2 separate regions of the Zea mays genome follow, and region 2 is linked to region 1. Evidence: chromatin contacts called from public Hi-C data. All regions are on one chromosome and are shown on one strand. The core of a region is the stretch at or near the end of the contact, and the rest is flanking DNA. Distances in the headings are between cores, read along the strand shown.

The links. A called contact is a pair of places that touch in the nucleus more often than the background predicts.
Region 2: a Hi-C map of bundle sheath shows a contact between it and region 1, with 2.9 times the contacts expected there. The contact joins the promoter of LOC100501797 here to the promoter of LOC103640153 in region 1. A contact is called at or near these places in 2 of 25 Hi-C or Micro-C datasets (bundle sheath and leaf).

The regions. Positions count from the first base shown.
Region 1 is chr9:108,307,831-108,315,639 of Zm-B73-REFERENCE-NAM-5.0, reverse strand. It overlaps LOC103640153 (lysosomal Pro-X carboxypeptidase), which reads left to right and starts at 4,523. Exons shown (of 10, transcript XM_008662789.3): 1 at 4,523-4,999. The coding sequence starts at 4,523. LOC103638817 (lysosomal Pro-X carboxypeptidase) reads left to right here. Exons shown (of 10, transcript XM_008661627.4): 10 at 54-434. The coding sequence ends at 187.
Region 2 is chr9:108,570,640-108,578,448 of Zm-B73-REFERENCE-NAM-5.0, reverse strand. It overlaps LOC100501797, which reads right to left and starts at 3,443. Exons shown (of 19, transcript NM_001196453.1): 1 at 3,062-3,443; 2 at 1,961-2,042; 3 at 1,515-1,593; 4 at 1,313-1,410; 5 at 1,128-1,184. The coding sequence starts at 3,195.

The DNA of each region.
Region 1 (7,809 bases), core at 3,274-5,773:
CATTTTTCGCTGTTCACTTACGTGCAGTTACTTGCCATCGCTTTTGTGGTCAGGGGCGCATCATCTGGACCTCAGATTCGCGACCGATGAGGATCCGGACTGGGTTACAGAACAGAGGAGGCAAGAAGTTGAGATCATAGAGGGATGGATAGACCAGTATCATCGAGACATGGCGCAAGTATCCTAAAGGAGTAAAGGTGCTGTGTTGCAGATTTACAGTTACAGTCAAGACAAGTTCACGTCTGGTCTATGAAAAAGAAAACATAAAAAGGAAAAGTTCCTTTATAGCGCACAGGACAATCACAGGGACATTAAGATGATAAAAGGTGAAAAGCCAGTCCAATTGTTTCACTTATCAACATAAGCTGTAAAACTTGAACACTCTTGGACGAATCATGAATGAATTGTTACACGATGCTCAGTGTTTTTCCCCCCTTCCTAGCCCCCAATTTGTTATTTGTTTTTTCTATTTTCTTCCTTAGTATATATGTAGCATATATGAAAAAGGGGGAACAAGGATCAGGTGTTTCTAAAGCCTTGAGCACCCAAATTCATTTCACACCTTAGTTATAGTAATCCATACTGGTTACGGCTGAGTTATGTACACTAGAGTTGTGTTAATTCTTTCTGAGTAATTCCTGAGCAGTAGAGATGATGTACCTAAAAGTTTGTTTGCTGACTCCACTAAAATACCATACTTTTTGCAACACTAAAATTTGGGTGTTAAACATGTTTAAAAAAAAACGATACTTTATTTCACGCATGCTCACAAATTCGGTTGCTGGATAGACTAGGAGACATTGGATATGGTCATATGCATGGATCCTGCAGGGGGTCTAAAATTAGGATGTGAAGAGGGGAAAACTCCAAGATGCACTAAAAATGAACAAAAAATGGATCCTGCAGGGTCCAAGCGTTCTCGTGTGGCATACCTATTCAATCCTTAGATCTAAGAGCATCTCCAAAAGAACACTAAAACCAACCCGAAAACGTGTTTTGGGGTAGAAAAGCAAAAAAAACTCCATCCAACAGTTCCCCTTTCCTTCTCCAAATTTTTAGCGTCCCGCATCCGAGCTTCACTATCCCTCAAATATTCGCGAGCAAAGTTGTTCCCCAATCCCCTCGCCGGCCTCTTGCTCCCTCGCACCGCGCATGACGTCGGTGACCGACCCCGACACGTTCACCAGCTCGTCCTTGTCATTGTCCTCGGTGAACAGCCAGTGGGTCAGGTAGTCGTCGTTGTCCTCGTTCTGCGATGGTTCCGCCTCGTGGGCGTCCAGCTTCATGGAGAAGCTGTAGCTGGAGGACTTGTAGAGCATGATGGCTTTGTGTTCCTGCCGCCATCGTCTTCGTCACTATCATCCGCGGCGGCGCGCTGCAGGCCGCCGTCTGCTTCCTGCTGTACCATGATGGCGGAGAGAAGACCCTATGACGACGTGAGCTCTTTTAAATGTTTAAGGGACCGGTTATTAGCATTCTGATATGAGTTTAGTTTTTTTTTGGAGGAAATTTTTTTTCGGCAGCCCCCAATATGATGTTTTGGGGAACAATTTCTTAAGAAGCTCTTGGAGTTGCTCTAAGATTGTTATTATTTCTTACTATGCGTAGTGATGTATTTTAAAAGCCGTCAAATGTTACTCTATAACTGATAAGTTATAAAAGAGGTTTCGAGTATGCCATAAAATATAGGTGAGACGTGAGCGGATCACTATATAATTTACCCCTTGTATATAACGAGAGAGATATGTACATGCCTCTTGATATGGTCGGACTAAGAAAGTACATGTCCATACCAACATGATTATAGAGTTAATTATGATATGACTAAATACTTAGTCATAAATTGTAATCCACTATAAGATCGAGTGAAGTGTTAAGCTATCACAAGGGTGGTCTAACTCTTGCCTTGAGTTCAGAGTAACACTAAATGAGTGCCCCGTGCGTTGCAACGGAAATATATAATACCATGATAACTTATATATGAAATGTGTCTTATATTGTTATAAGAAAATGTTTCATAATTCATTTGTGATCCTAGCCATACATAAATTTTGTTATTTTAATTTAACTGTTCCACTACTACATTGCAACCATCAGTATCATACAGACTTCGATATATACCATGATTTGCATGGTCTCATCATTGGAGAGCACGTGCCACACCTACCGGTAGAAGTTCCCTCGTACATCGTCAGTCATCAGGCATGCACCACCATACATGTTTGCTTAAACAAAAAGGCAAGTGTATGCGTTTGTGAAGAGAATTAAAGGCAGACCAGCACAAAAGCTACCTCGGCGATGACAAGTGGTCATTGCTGTCGGTCCTCCTCTGTGTCACCTCTGTCGCCAAGATGACGTCATAGTCTTTGATATAGTAGTCGTCGAACGCGCGTGACATGGCGAGTACTGATGACTTTTGGCTGGACTGCTAAACGAAGTGCACCCCGGGCTCATCAGCGAGGTAGTACACCTAGCCGTTGCACCTCCAGATGTGCTACTCCTCTGCATACATCTTATTCGAGGATACTCACACAACATCAGCAACAGCCGTCGTCCCAGCGCACAAGAATTCAAGGCCGGTCAGTAGCGACTTACGTGGCCGGTTGAGCTTCAGGTGGATGATGAGCTAGATGGCGTGACGGTGCCGTCGTCGGATGCGGTGCCCAGAACAACCCGAGAGTCGCCGGTGTTGGCGACGACTATGAGGTCCCCCGTTTGAATATGGACAACGGTGTAGCCGCTCTGGATCGCGTCCAAGCGACGGCTGCGTCGGAGCTTGCTGAACATAGCGACACATGCGGCCAAGTAGGACTGCTTTCAGAGGTCGAACTGGCAGTCGCCAAGCTTCTTCTCATCGTCGATGAGCGACGCCAACGCGAGCGCCTCCTGCCAGTGGTGTTTGTTTGGGGTTTCCAAGTAAGAAACATGGATTCATCTTTGGCGTTGGTTTATGAAAATGACTCACAAGTCAGATCCATGGAAAAAATATTATGGAGAATAAATGTCACACATATAAAAAAGGAATTTAAGTTGAAAACTTATTCAAACAAAAGAAGTTGCATGCAAGACTCTTCTTTAAATACTACTCTCTCCATCCAAAAATATAATTCGGGAATCTCGTTGATAATTATCTACTACTACACATTGTGCAAGGGTAGCAGGTGAGCTTTGGGAGAGATGTAGATATTTTTACTGTAACAGATATTGACATAAACATGTGATGTAGTGGTAGCTACAAGCACATTTGCGTGAGAGGTCGTGGGTTCGAATCCCATTAGAGTCACATTTGTTTTTTTTAATTTTAATTTAATTTTAGCTAGGCGTGTGATGCACGTGGGAATGAGAATGAGCTTTGCGGAGAGGGAAAATGAGAAAGACAGTTGTGTTTTTTTAATTTAATTTTAGCTAGGCGTGTGATGCACGTGGGAATGAGAATGAACTTTGCGGAGAGGGAAATGATAGAACACAGAATGACAGTCTACCCCTTACTGCCTTAATAGGTAGTAGAGATATGGAAAAAGGGTCAAGTCGTATTTATATCAAAGTTCGGTTGGCGTGGGATGCACGTGGGAATGAGAATGAGCTTTGCGGAGAGGGAAAATGAGAAAGATAGTTGTGTTTTTTTAATTTAATTTTAGCTAGGCGTGTGATGCACGTGGGAATGAGAATGAACTTTGCGGAGAGGGAAATGATAGAACACAGAATGACAGTCTACCCCTTACTGCCTTAATAGGTAGTAGAGATATGGAAAAAGGGTCAAGTCGTGTTTATATCAAAGTTCGGTTGATATGACCTTCATATGTATATGAGATTTAATAGGTGCTGCTAGGCGTCACTATTGACTAATGGCTCCCAAATATTTTTCAATCGTGATCGTCTATATATGAACCTAACAGATCATCCAGGGTTACAGGCATCCAAGGTACCATTTTCGTCTCTCCTCTCGCTACTCATATATGGTACTAGCACAATAGCGTCGCGTCGTTTCATCTTTTCGCACGGAGATACCGTAAAAGTGTTGCTGCTAGTGGTGCGGTATTGGTCGATAATGAATATGAGAAGCAAGAACCGATATATTGTGTTGTTGATATACGAGAATATGCTTCCACTTTATCATCGTGTTCTTGTTTTACTCCACGTCTCCGCTATGCTTCTAGCGTTAACGATCTATAATTATTTACTCACATATATATTATCTTGATTGAACACCTAATAATCCATTACATAGGTGGGATTCTAGCGGGGAGCCTGTGCCACTAGGCTGGGCAAAGCCGTCGACGAATTTCAGAACTTCGCTTGTGTGTCACTGTCACCAGGCCATCAGACCAGACGCCTAGTCGTCATGCGACCTCAACAACGCTGATCGGCAGAAATTAACACGCGCCAGCAGCCTCGTCGTGATCGTGACCTCCTTGTTCGTGCACCTTGTTATTATAAATCACACGAAGGGTGAGTGTGTGATGCTAATAAAGAGAACGCCGCAGGCCCGCAGTGAAGGAGAGACGGACAACATCAACAATATATGGCGACACCTCCTGTGCTCGCGTTCTTGCTGCTTCTCCTCGTTTCATCCTTTTCACATGCATCAGTCGCAGCGGTGCTCCCAGCACACTCCAACCCCAACCCGTTCCCGACAACCACTCCACTGCACCTGCAGGCTCGTCGGCAGCAGCGTGTGCGTCAGCCAAACAGCCCGGCGGACGCTACTAAGCTCGCCGCCGCCGCCGCCGATGACACCGGTACCACGGCGGGGCCGTTCACGGTGCACTACTTCCAGCAGGAGCTGGACCACTTCTCCTTCACGCCCAACGCGTCGACGGTGTTCTATCAGAAGTACCTCGTCAACGACACGTTCTGGCGGAGGCCCGGCGGCGGCGGCACGGCCGGGCCGCTGTTGGTGTACGTCGGCGGTGAGGCCGACATTGAGTGCATCGCTCACAACGTGGGCTTCATGTTCGATATCGCGCCCACGTTCGGCGCGCTCCTAGTCTTCGTCGAGGTACAAATACTTCACGTTGCCGAGTGCAAAATCATCTTAAAACTCTCGCATGACAAAATAAATATGAATAATTGTGCCAGTACCTCTATTTTAGGGTGTAACTAGAGATTTACTCTTGTTTTTAGAGTTTGCGTGTTTGCCATTAGTTTTCTATGTCCCTACTCCGTTAGTTGTAAGTTGTAACTAACGATGCTAAGTCTCGATAAAAATACAAGGGACAATTGCGCCATTACCCTTATTTTGAAGTGCAACTGCAATTTTACCTTTATTTTTTAGACTTTACGTGTTTTTATAGAAATTCAAATTATTTTTGCAAACAATTCAATTTATTTTGGACAACAATTCAAATTATTTTACAATAACTTGAATTATTTTATAAATTTTAAAATTAATTTGACAAATTATTCAAATTGTTGTCGAGAGGCAAAATAATGTGAATTATTATCATTTTTTTATTTTGAAAATAATTAATTTTTTTTGCAAACTAATTTGAAATGTTGCCAAAATATTTCTATTTTGAAAATAATTCAAATTATTGAAAAATAATTTGAAATGTTGTCAAAATAATTTGAATTGTTGTGGAAATAATCTGAATTGTCATAAAAATATGTAAGGACTAAAAACAATACAAAATTACAATTACACTTTAAATAGGTGCACTAGCGCAATTGTCTCTTGTCTTTTTTATCAAGATGTAACACCGCTAATTACTACTAACAAAATAGGGGCACACCATAGTTTGTTATGAAAAACAAGGGACAAACATGCAAAGTTTAAAAAGTAGGGACAAATTTGTAGTTATATGCTATAAAGAAGCAATGACACAATTACCCTAAATAAAAAATGGATATAACTTTCAAGAGACGGATAATTGAGCAAATACAAATTACATAATTTATAAAACATAAATAGAAGTTATATAATTCATGAAGCTATAAAATAATATAATTCATAAATAAAATATAATGCTCTATTAAATTATTTTGGAGCTAATTATAGGTCGAACTAGTATGGATTTTGACCTCATGTTGAAGGATACAAAGCTTGTGTGGTTGCTTCAAAACTGATAGTTGGTGCTATAGTGAATGACTCAACTATCTCATAGACATCTATGATATGCTCCTCTACGCTCATCCTCAATGATCATATTATGCATAATGATATATGTACGTAGGATCATATCGAGTACTTGGTAGGAAAAAGAATGACTTGTGCTAGCGAGAATATGGAAGCGAGCGTTGAGGATTCCAATGCTCTCTATGTCCTTTTGCACGTCCTTCTAGTATGCAGTAAACATATGTTTCTTTGAGGTCTACAAAAGGGGAATGGTCTTCATAAACACTAGCCATCGGGGTATATGCCAACAGTGAGATAGCACAATTGGTTGTACTCATATCCATTCACCGTAAAGTTCGTATTTGATATTTGATGCTTCTCCCTTGATCATGTCAGTGAACAATGATGATTTGTTAAGCACACTGACGTCGTTATTTGACCCTGCTACCCTAAAAAACATGTCAAATCAGTAAGACATAAATGACAACCTTGTCGAGCATGATGGTTATGGATTTAATGTTCCCCTAATAAACTGCCATTTTCAATGGGATATAGTTCCTCCACTTCTAATACATGCAATCTATACATCATATCATACTATAAAATTTCTTCTCATTCATAGCTAAAGACATCTAAGATCGTCAATAGCGGGACGATGACTATACTCCTCATTAGAATATGAAATGACACACATATAGAAATGTTCAAAACACTACAAGGTGGAGCTTTTCTCTATTTTGATATACTCATTAATGGAGTCAACAACGTTAGCATACACGAGCAAGTGGAGGGTAGCTGTGCATTTTTGTGGGGGAGAAACCACTACGGTTGAGTGCATCGACTCTAAAAGTAAAATAGGGGGAATGCTCACTCAACCCGTCCAAGATTTTTGTGGGGGGAGAAACCATTGTGGTTGAGTAACTTCATCAAAAGAATAGCAAAGGGTAAACACTCGTGTCATTGAAGTAGTCTTGCATTAGCTTGTTGTGGACGACTTCACGATCTCGGTACATGTAGCTCCTCTGCTGCATCCTTCGTCTCTCTCTCATTGAACCACCACATTCATCATAATTTGATGCAGCACATCGAGTACATCTTTGGCGATCTCAACATTGGACCCCAAAAAGACATGGCGAGAGTTGTTTGGTGGAGTAAAAGAAAAGTGAGAGGAGTGAAATAGTAAGTGGTACAAGTGAAATGGAGAGTGAGGGATGTGAATGAACCTAAGCACCCCTTCCATTTATAGCCGGATTCTATGATTTTTTTAAAAAAGTTATATTTTCGTATTTTTTAGACTTTAAACAATTCAAAACGGCTAGCTGATGTGGCTCACGTGTAGACCAATCGAAACACACTACATTGCTAAAGTTGGTCGATATCGACTGGTTCAGATCGATACCGACCAATAAGGGTCGGCCACCTCGAATTGATAGATAGGTATCAACCCGATCATCCAGTGCGTCAGCCGATATCGATCAACATCGTCTCCAATGTCATCGATACTAACAAAATCAACCGGTTGGTAGGTCCATCGACCCGTCGACCGGTGTTGGAGTTGACCCGATATGTACAGATCGACGCCGAATAAACATCAGCGATCTAAGACACCTGCCATAGTGCTTATTGTTGTTGTCTTCCTGGTCTCCATGGACCATGGTATAAGAAATCGATTCATCAGGCTACCAGTCCTGTAGATTCCCCTTACAAGAACGCAACTAAATTAATGTAATTGATTTTATATTTCTAATACAGAT
Region 2 (7,809 bases), core at 2,194-4,693, 260 kb before region 1:
TAGTATATAGTAATAGGATATAGTTATACAATTTACAATACACAATACAGCAAGCATCAAGATGGTGACTTAGCTGTGTGTTTGCTGTCCATAACTCCCCACAATACAGCAATCAAAAAGCACACTCATCATCTAAGGATGAACTCATCTTGAGGGCGAGCATTGGAGGGGGGGCTGTGGCAAGACGGGTGCCCGCCTAGAACTTGCAGGCGAGGGGCGGCAGTATCTCTGTCTTTGGTGGGGGTGGCGATGCATCTTCGGTGGCCGGCGGCTGTAGCTGCATCCTTGTGCACCGGCACCGGCGGTAGCTGTGAACTTGTGTTGCGGCGGCGGTCGCGGCCTTGTGCGGTATCGGCAGTTGCGCTCTTCGCGAAGAACTGCAGGAGCACGAGCGGGTGTCCGGCGTCCAGCACTCCAAGCTTTTGTCTTGTGTCCGTTGGCCAACCCTAGAAGCCCACATTTGCAGCCCAGCTCCAACAGCCCGTCAACAAAGACACATCTAATCTGGTCATCCCAGTTCAAATCGGACAACTAGTCGTGACTAACCGTCAACTAATCGGACGACTAGTTTTCTAGTCGGACTAATCGCATCGGTGGGTCTGGTCGGATGTAGTCTACCGATTAGGCCGACTAATCACGATTAGTCGGATGACTTGAAAACACTGCGAGTTAGTATTTTTTTTCCTTCCTTTGAAGGTCTTTTTCATTTCTGTGTTTTTTCTGGCCTTGCTCAGCATGGTCTTCTTGTAAGATGGTTCCTTCTCTCTTTTATATAAAGACGTGCAGCGCTGCTGCGCATTTGAGAAAAATAAATAAATAGAATTGAAGTAACACTCCCACCTTCAACAAAATATCCATCAGATTAAGCAATGGAAGAACATAAATAGAACATAAGGTGTCTATCCTTTTTCCTTTGTGACTACACTTAGCAATATGTAGGTGTGAACTTGAAAAGTTGAAATATTCTGGTACACCATGATAAAAGCATTACACAACTTTTTTTACGCGAAAAATATTTTATCTCCATAAAGTGATCAATCTAAGCAAAGAGCATGGGTAAACTAACAAAGTAACAAGCACAGTTCAAAAGGGTAGTTTAGAAAAGGAGGGATTAGAAATGCAGTTACCTCACATAATTTAATTTTAAATTTATTTTTCCTAAAAGACCGGGCCAATTCCATTTCCTGAAAATTATGGCATGCAGAAGTTAAGTGAACAGTATGATGCTAAAAAGTAAGAATAATTATATATTTATATAAAACATGGGCCCATTCATAACATAATGACACGATATAGTGCAGAGCTAAATAACCTCCAAGTGTGAAGGAGACAGGACGCCTTCCAGCTTCTGAAGATCCCTTGAATGCATCACCTCATGATCTTCCCGAAATGTATGGAAAAATGACCGAGCTGTGGGAAATAGTATCATAGAAAAAAAAATCTCTGAATAAATTAATGAAAATAATAAAAACAGAAAGTCTATCAAATCAAAATATATCCAAAATAACAAATACCTTCCTGCATATGTCCTTCTGCCACTAGATCCATGAAGCTATGGATGAAAACTGGATAAAGGACGCGAAGTAATTCGTGCTACAAAAAATATCTGAATTAAGAAACATGAATTATATTGCCAGGTTTAAGAATAGAATGGTGGAACGCAAGTAAAAGACCAGATCACAGCATTAAATGGTTCACCGGCCATAAGAAAATGTCCTTTTGAAAGACGAGAGCTACATAAGTTGTCAAGTGCAAAATCATGCTTATGTGACAGATTTGAGATTCATAAAAGGAGGTATGCCTTGTAAATTTGTGTGATAGAGCACAGATGATTCAATTAAATGTGTCCCTTGAAGGTAACAACACGAAATAGTTTGAAGGTGCCATATGCATTGGTTGGAAAAAATTACATTTACAAAGTATGTGAATATTAAGTACAATTTATCTACAAGCAGTGCACCTTATATTGATCAAGAGAACTGTATGCCCATGTTCTTAATCTGCTATATCCATCGTAGTATCTCGCTGGATCATTGTCAGACCTGTTATTGAAGAATATAATAAATAAAAGGATGTATACTGTAAGAATGTAAGTGAAAATATAACCACTTCAGAATTTGTGTATACTAAGGTATTAGGAAAATATATGTAGGAAGAGTGAAAGACAAGGACAAAACAACTGATCTTTGATTATTATAATATCAATAAAGCACCACTGAACCAACAAAGCAGATTGCTTCACCAATCATCACATGCAACTGCAAGCAGTCCAAAAAACAGTTTTCCAAATGGCCACAGACAGCAGGCTCTAACAACTTGATGCCACAGAAATTTCAGGCAGAGAAACATTGAATTTGCTGTTACCTATCCCTTCCCTCCCCAAGATGATGGTCCTAACGACTAAGCAACATGTGGGGCATTTCTTCCTCTCCAAAGAACAGATGTCTGATACACGAGTGGAAACAACCTGAGAAAACAAACTATAGCACTTGCCACTAAAAGAAAACAGCAGTATCTTTTTTTCCTTGAACTCACAGGTGAATTACATGGTGTTGTATCAGGATTCAGGAGATAGAATAAAATGGTACAATTGCAACACAGGCCAGACTCTACCTCAAAATAACAGTGTAGCCAAAGTTAAGCATTTTTCACAACTTATTGCAATTTTCAATTGTGATAAAATTTTAATCAGGGTTGCTAGCATGATGGGCCTGAACAATGGCATGTAATCTGCAGGTGACAGCCACTAAAACATTGATCTTCATGAGAACTGAATTGACATAATTTTATACTCTTCAATTAGAGTGCCAATTCATCCTACTTGACTATCTAGCCAAGGGTTCACATCAAAGCAACCAAACTAGTCAAATCAGCAGTCAAGCGAGAGCACCGAGACAGAGTTTCACAAACCAAGCAGCCAAATAAAGTGCACCAATTCAGACTGTACAGTGTACACGAGTCCACTAGATTTCCTCGCACCAGAAGCTATCGCCACAAGCCAAAACGACCAGGTCAGAGGTATATGGACGAATCTACCTAGCCAGGGAAGGGCCGAACCTACCGTGCAAGCGCAACGTCGGAGATGGCGGAGGTGGAGAGGCGGTTGCGCTCCTCCTGGAGCGCAAGCTCAGTGAGGCGGAAACCCTTGCGCTGCAAGTACTGCTGCACCTTCTTCTCCATCTCCTCGTCCTCCATTGTCGCCGCCAGCGCGGAGCGAGCGAGCGGAAGCGGCGAGCTCTAGGGTTTAGGGGTCTGGATCTCAAGTGAGAGAAGAGAACGATGCTCCAAAGATCGCAGCAGATAGAGGGCGCGAAAAGGCAGAAGGCCTCGCCGGCGAGGCGTAGGAGCGAGGGCGAGCTGCGAGTGTGGCCGGCGAGGTCGTGGCGGGCAGACCTGACAGCGAGCGGTGAAGGTCGACGGCGCGAGCGCGACGAGGGAACGCCTCGAACGCGGCGGCGAGCGACTCCCTTCAGCCGTAATGGGCCGGTCAATGAGTCGTGTCGAGTATTGGGCCCAACTGGGCCGTGCGCTCTACAAGGCAATCGCTATTCCAACCTATAAGCAAACAAAAAACATAACGGGGCGTTTGGATCCCTTCATTTTAGAGGAATTGGAATTCACTCAATAAAGTAATTTATTTAGTTTGGAATTTAAAATTCCACCACTTTCCAGAGTTCATATATAAGCCTATCTCAAATTCATGGGTGGAGGTTGGGAAATAATTTTATGCATTAGTAGAATTTGTTTCTAATCCATAACTTACATGACACTCTTTGTCTCACTCATCTATATTAAAAATGTAGCACATAAATATCTCTGACATCTTGTTAATAATAGTATATAAATATATTTTGCATAAAACCGAATTAGCTTAATAGATATATGCTTAAATTACTATTAGTAGAATGGAATTCAATTCCAATGATCCAAACGGGGCGTGTCTTAAGAGCAACTCCAAAAAACTACTAAAATAACATTTTCCAAAACTTATTATTGGAGATTGGTGGAAAAAATCCTAAAAAACATAAAACAACACAACAGAATGCTAATAACTGACCTCTAAAATCTAACCCCGATCTTCTACACCTTCATTGATGCACGACCGTAAGGTGGACTAGGTGCTTATGGACAACTTCCACGCATCCATGGCTTGTACCAGATTGCTCTCCCGCCACCGTTGCACTTACACCAGATTTCTCTCCACGCATCCATGTAAGATGACTGTCAAATAGCTGCACTCTAAATAATATAAACCACACAAAAGAATGCTAATAACTGATCTCTAAAATCTAAACCCCGATCTTCTACACCTTCATTGATGCAGTTACACAACGGGAGCGACCGCAAGGTGGACTAGGTGCTTATGGACAACTTCCACGCATCCATGGCTTGTACCAGATTGCTCTCCCACCACCGTTGCACTTGCACCAGATTTCTCTCCACGCATCCATGCAAGATGACCGTCAAATAGCTGCACTAGATTGATCTCCACGCGTCAAGCAAGATGACCGTCAAGCAGCTGCAATTGATTGATCTCCCGTCGTTGCTCAATCATCTCCCGCCGCCACTGTGTGAGGCAAAAATAAACGCAAACCAACTAGGTACGTACATTGGATCGATTGGGGAGCAATATATGACACGTAAATTTGCGGAAGAAAGGGCAAGGGATGAGGGTCGCGAAGATTATGGGAAGAGGAAAAGGGAACGGTTAGAGGGCTTAAAATGTGTTTTTTCTCTAAAAACACTTTTGGGGTTAGTTTACATGTTTTCTTGAAGATGCTCTAACCAGGATGAAAACCTATTCTCTAAACCCACCTACCAGGTAGCTAAATTTACCTATGCTTCTATAGTCACTTGATAATTATATATATACTACTCTATTAAGAACCTAATATGGCCACCTGGTGCTAGCACGGCTTCATCCTCGGCACTAACTCTCTGGGTCCACCCACCACACCATACAAAAAATAGTGCAGGGCGAGCACTAGAACCCACGTCCTTTGCTTCAAAATTTTGGAGGTGACTATCAGACCACATGTACTGTAGTCTTTAGAAATAAACAATAATTATATTTAAATAAATATTCTGATACCTATTTATATGATATATAACAACCGTAGCAAAGTATGGGCAACTAGCTAGTTAAAGACTTAATATTTTGAACCATTTGGGAACTAAAAGCTAAACTACAAACAAAACTTTTTATATTTCTCATCTACTCAATCCTAATCCCAAGAGCGAGATTCTTTTTAATGGATAGAATTTGTAACACCCTGAAATCCTAATTTTGAATTTTAAGAAGAATTCTCTCAGGTTTTACATAAATGTGCCTTCTAAAAAAGATCCTAACATGAAATATAGTTTTGTTGAATTATATATCTAGAAATATTCTCTACAAGATTTAAATTAAAATATCTTCTGATAAAAGATCATATTTATAAACTACTTTCTATAAAAAATAATCAATAAATACATAGTTTTTGAATGAGCTTTTAATTGGACAATTAGTATTTTCCCCAAAATAAAATTATTTATGTGTGCACTACATATTTGCATCATTTGAATACAATAGTTAATATAATAAAAATATAATAATAATATATATTACATCATGCCATGATTTTTTATTTCTGCATCTAAGTTGAAGTATGGAAATCAAAATCAAACTTGAACGTGAATTTAAATTGAGAACAGGAAATAAAAAACTAAAAGGGAAAATAGAAAAAGGGAAAACTTGAGTCCGGCTCGGCTTGCCACTCCCCTCAGAACCACATACATGTCGGCCCGCTTGCTCCCCTTCCCTTTTCTTTATCCATGTGTGGCTAACGTGTAGGGCCCAAACACCAAAACCTTCTTCCCAACTACTTCGTAACCGAATTCTGTTGCTATGAGCGTGCCGACCCGCTCGGTATGCTGTCAACTAAGCATCGCCTAGCCAGGGGCATCAGGATATATAAATGTGCACACCTCGCCCTTCCCTGAGTCTAGCCACAACCACGCCGAGAGCAAAGTTGTGCGCCATCATCGGACGAGCAAAGATAGGAGAGAGAGAGAGTATAGCCACCAGGGCCATCTTTGAGCCTACACTGTCATTCGTGTCTTGACAGGTGATCGAGTGGAATCGGGGAGCGTGGGGACCACGCGTGTGGCCTTGTTGTGAGGAGGGAGTGGTTTGTAGTGTCAGGAACCTCGCATCGGCAAGGAGCTTCTTCGCCGAGCCATGGCGCACTGTGGACGATGACCTCTACATCACCATCATCGGTAATACCTATCCTTATCGAGTCATCTTCGTCCCCGCATCTTGTATCGTGTGTAGGATGGGAGTTTAAGCAGTTGGGTAGCTTGTTGGCATACGCCGACCATGGTCGTCGCCGCAGAAGTCCTGTTCACCGTGGCTAGTTGGTCAGGAGGTGGTAGAGGATATCCCTGTCGTCGATCCATGCTCGAGCGTTCACCCGCAGATCGAGGATATCGTTTTGTCACGTGGAGTGCTGGTCATGGATCAACGATCCAAGGGCCATGAGTGGGGGTGTCATGGTTGGCGTTCGGGTCGTGGATCCTTGATCTCGTGGTTGAGATTAGAAATCGGTTTAAGCTTGTATTCAGGGTTGTCGATATGGGATCGGTCGATCCAGGCGTGGTTACATTAGAGATGGCGATGGGTACCCGAAACCCAAATACTCAGTGGGTTTTACCCGATATGAAGGCGGGTACGAGATGTTTTATTTACCGTAGGTATGTTAATGGGTAAGAACCTTCACCCGTTGGGTAGACGGGTACGGGTTGGTGAAAGGGAAATCGTGCTAACCATTTCCTATAATCAATTTTGGTGGTTGATGACCAATGCAAACAAGTGGACTAACTAGTCTGTCTAGAATTCATGTATTACAGGTGCATAAGGTTCAACACAAACCAAGAAAGAAATCAAGTTAGGGACTTAATCAAAAACCGGAGCAAAACCTTGAGTGTGCTGAAAAATGGCGCACCGGACAGTCTGGTGTGCCACCGTACAGTGTCCGGTGCGCCAGGCCGTACAACTTCAAACCAGTCACTCTTGGGAATTCCAGGACGCGCTCCGCTATAATTCACCGGACTGTCCGGTGTGCCACTGGACTGTCCGATGAGCCAACGGAGCAACGGCTCCCTGCGCGCCAACGATCGACTGACAGGATGAACAGTGAAGCACAGAAGTCAGAGTAGCAAAGTCAGAGGGGCACCGGACTGTCCGGTGTGGCACCGGACTGTCCAGAGCGGCTAGAAGACAAAAGCTCCAATGGTCGACCAACTCAGAACCCTAACGGTTAGGTGATGTGGCGGCGCACCGGACAAGGAACAATGCCTGTCCGGTGGCGCACCGGACTGTCCGGTGCGCCTATCTCCAGCAGCCTTCCCAACAGCTATGGAAATGGTTGGGGCTATAAATACCCACCAACCACCTCATTCACAACTATCCAAGCATTCCAAACATCTCATTCAATACAAGAGCAAAAGACTCCACTCCAAGACACATCAAATAGATTGAATCCTCTCTAAGCCTCCAAATCAACTCAATTCCATTAGGGACTTGAGAGAGGGTGTTTTTGTGTTCTTTGTTGCTCTTGTTGCTTGGCTTGGCCTTTTCTTTTTCTCAAGTGCTTCGTAAGCGAAGCAAGAGACACCAAGTGTGTGGTGGTCCTTGCGGGGTCTTAGTGACCCGTGAGATTAAGGAAGAAGGCTCACTCAGTCTAAGTGACAGTTTGAGAGAGAGAAAGGGTTGAAGTAGACCTGGTCTTTGTGACCTCCTCAACGGGGACTAGGTTCTTTGGAACC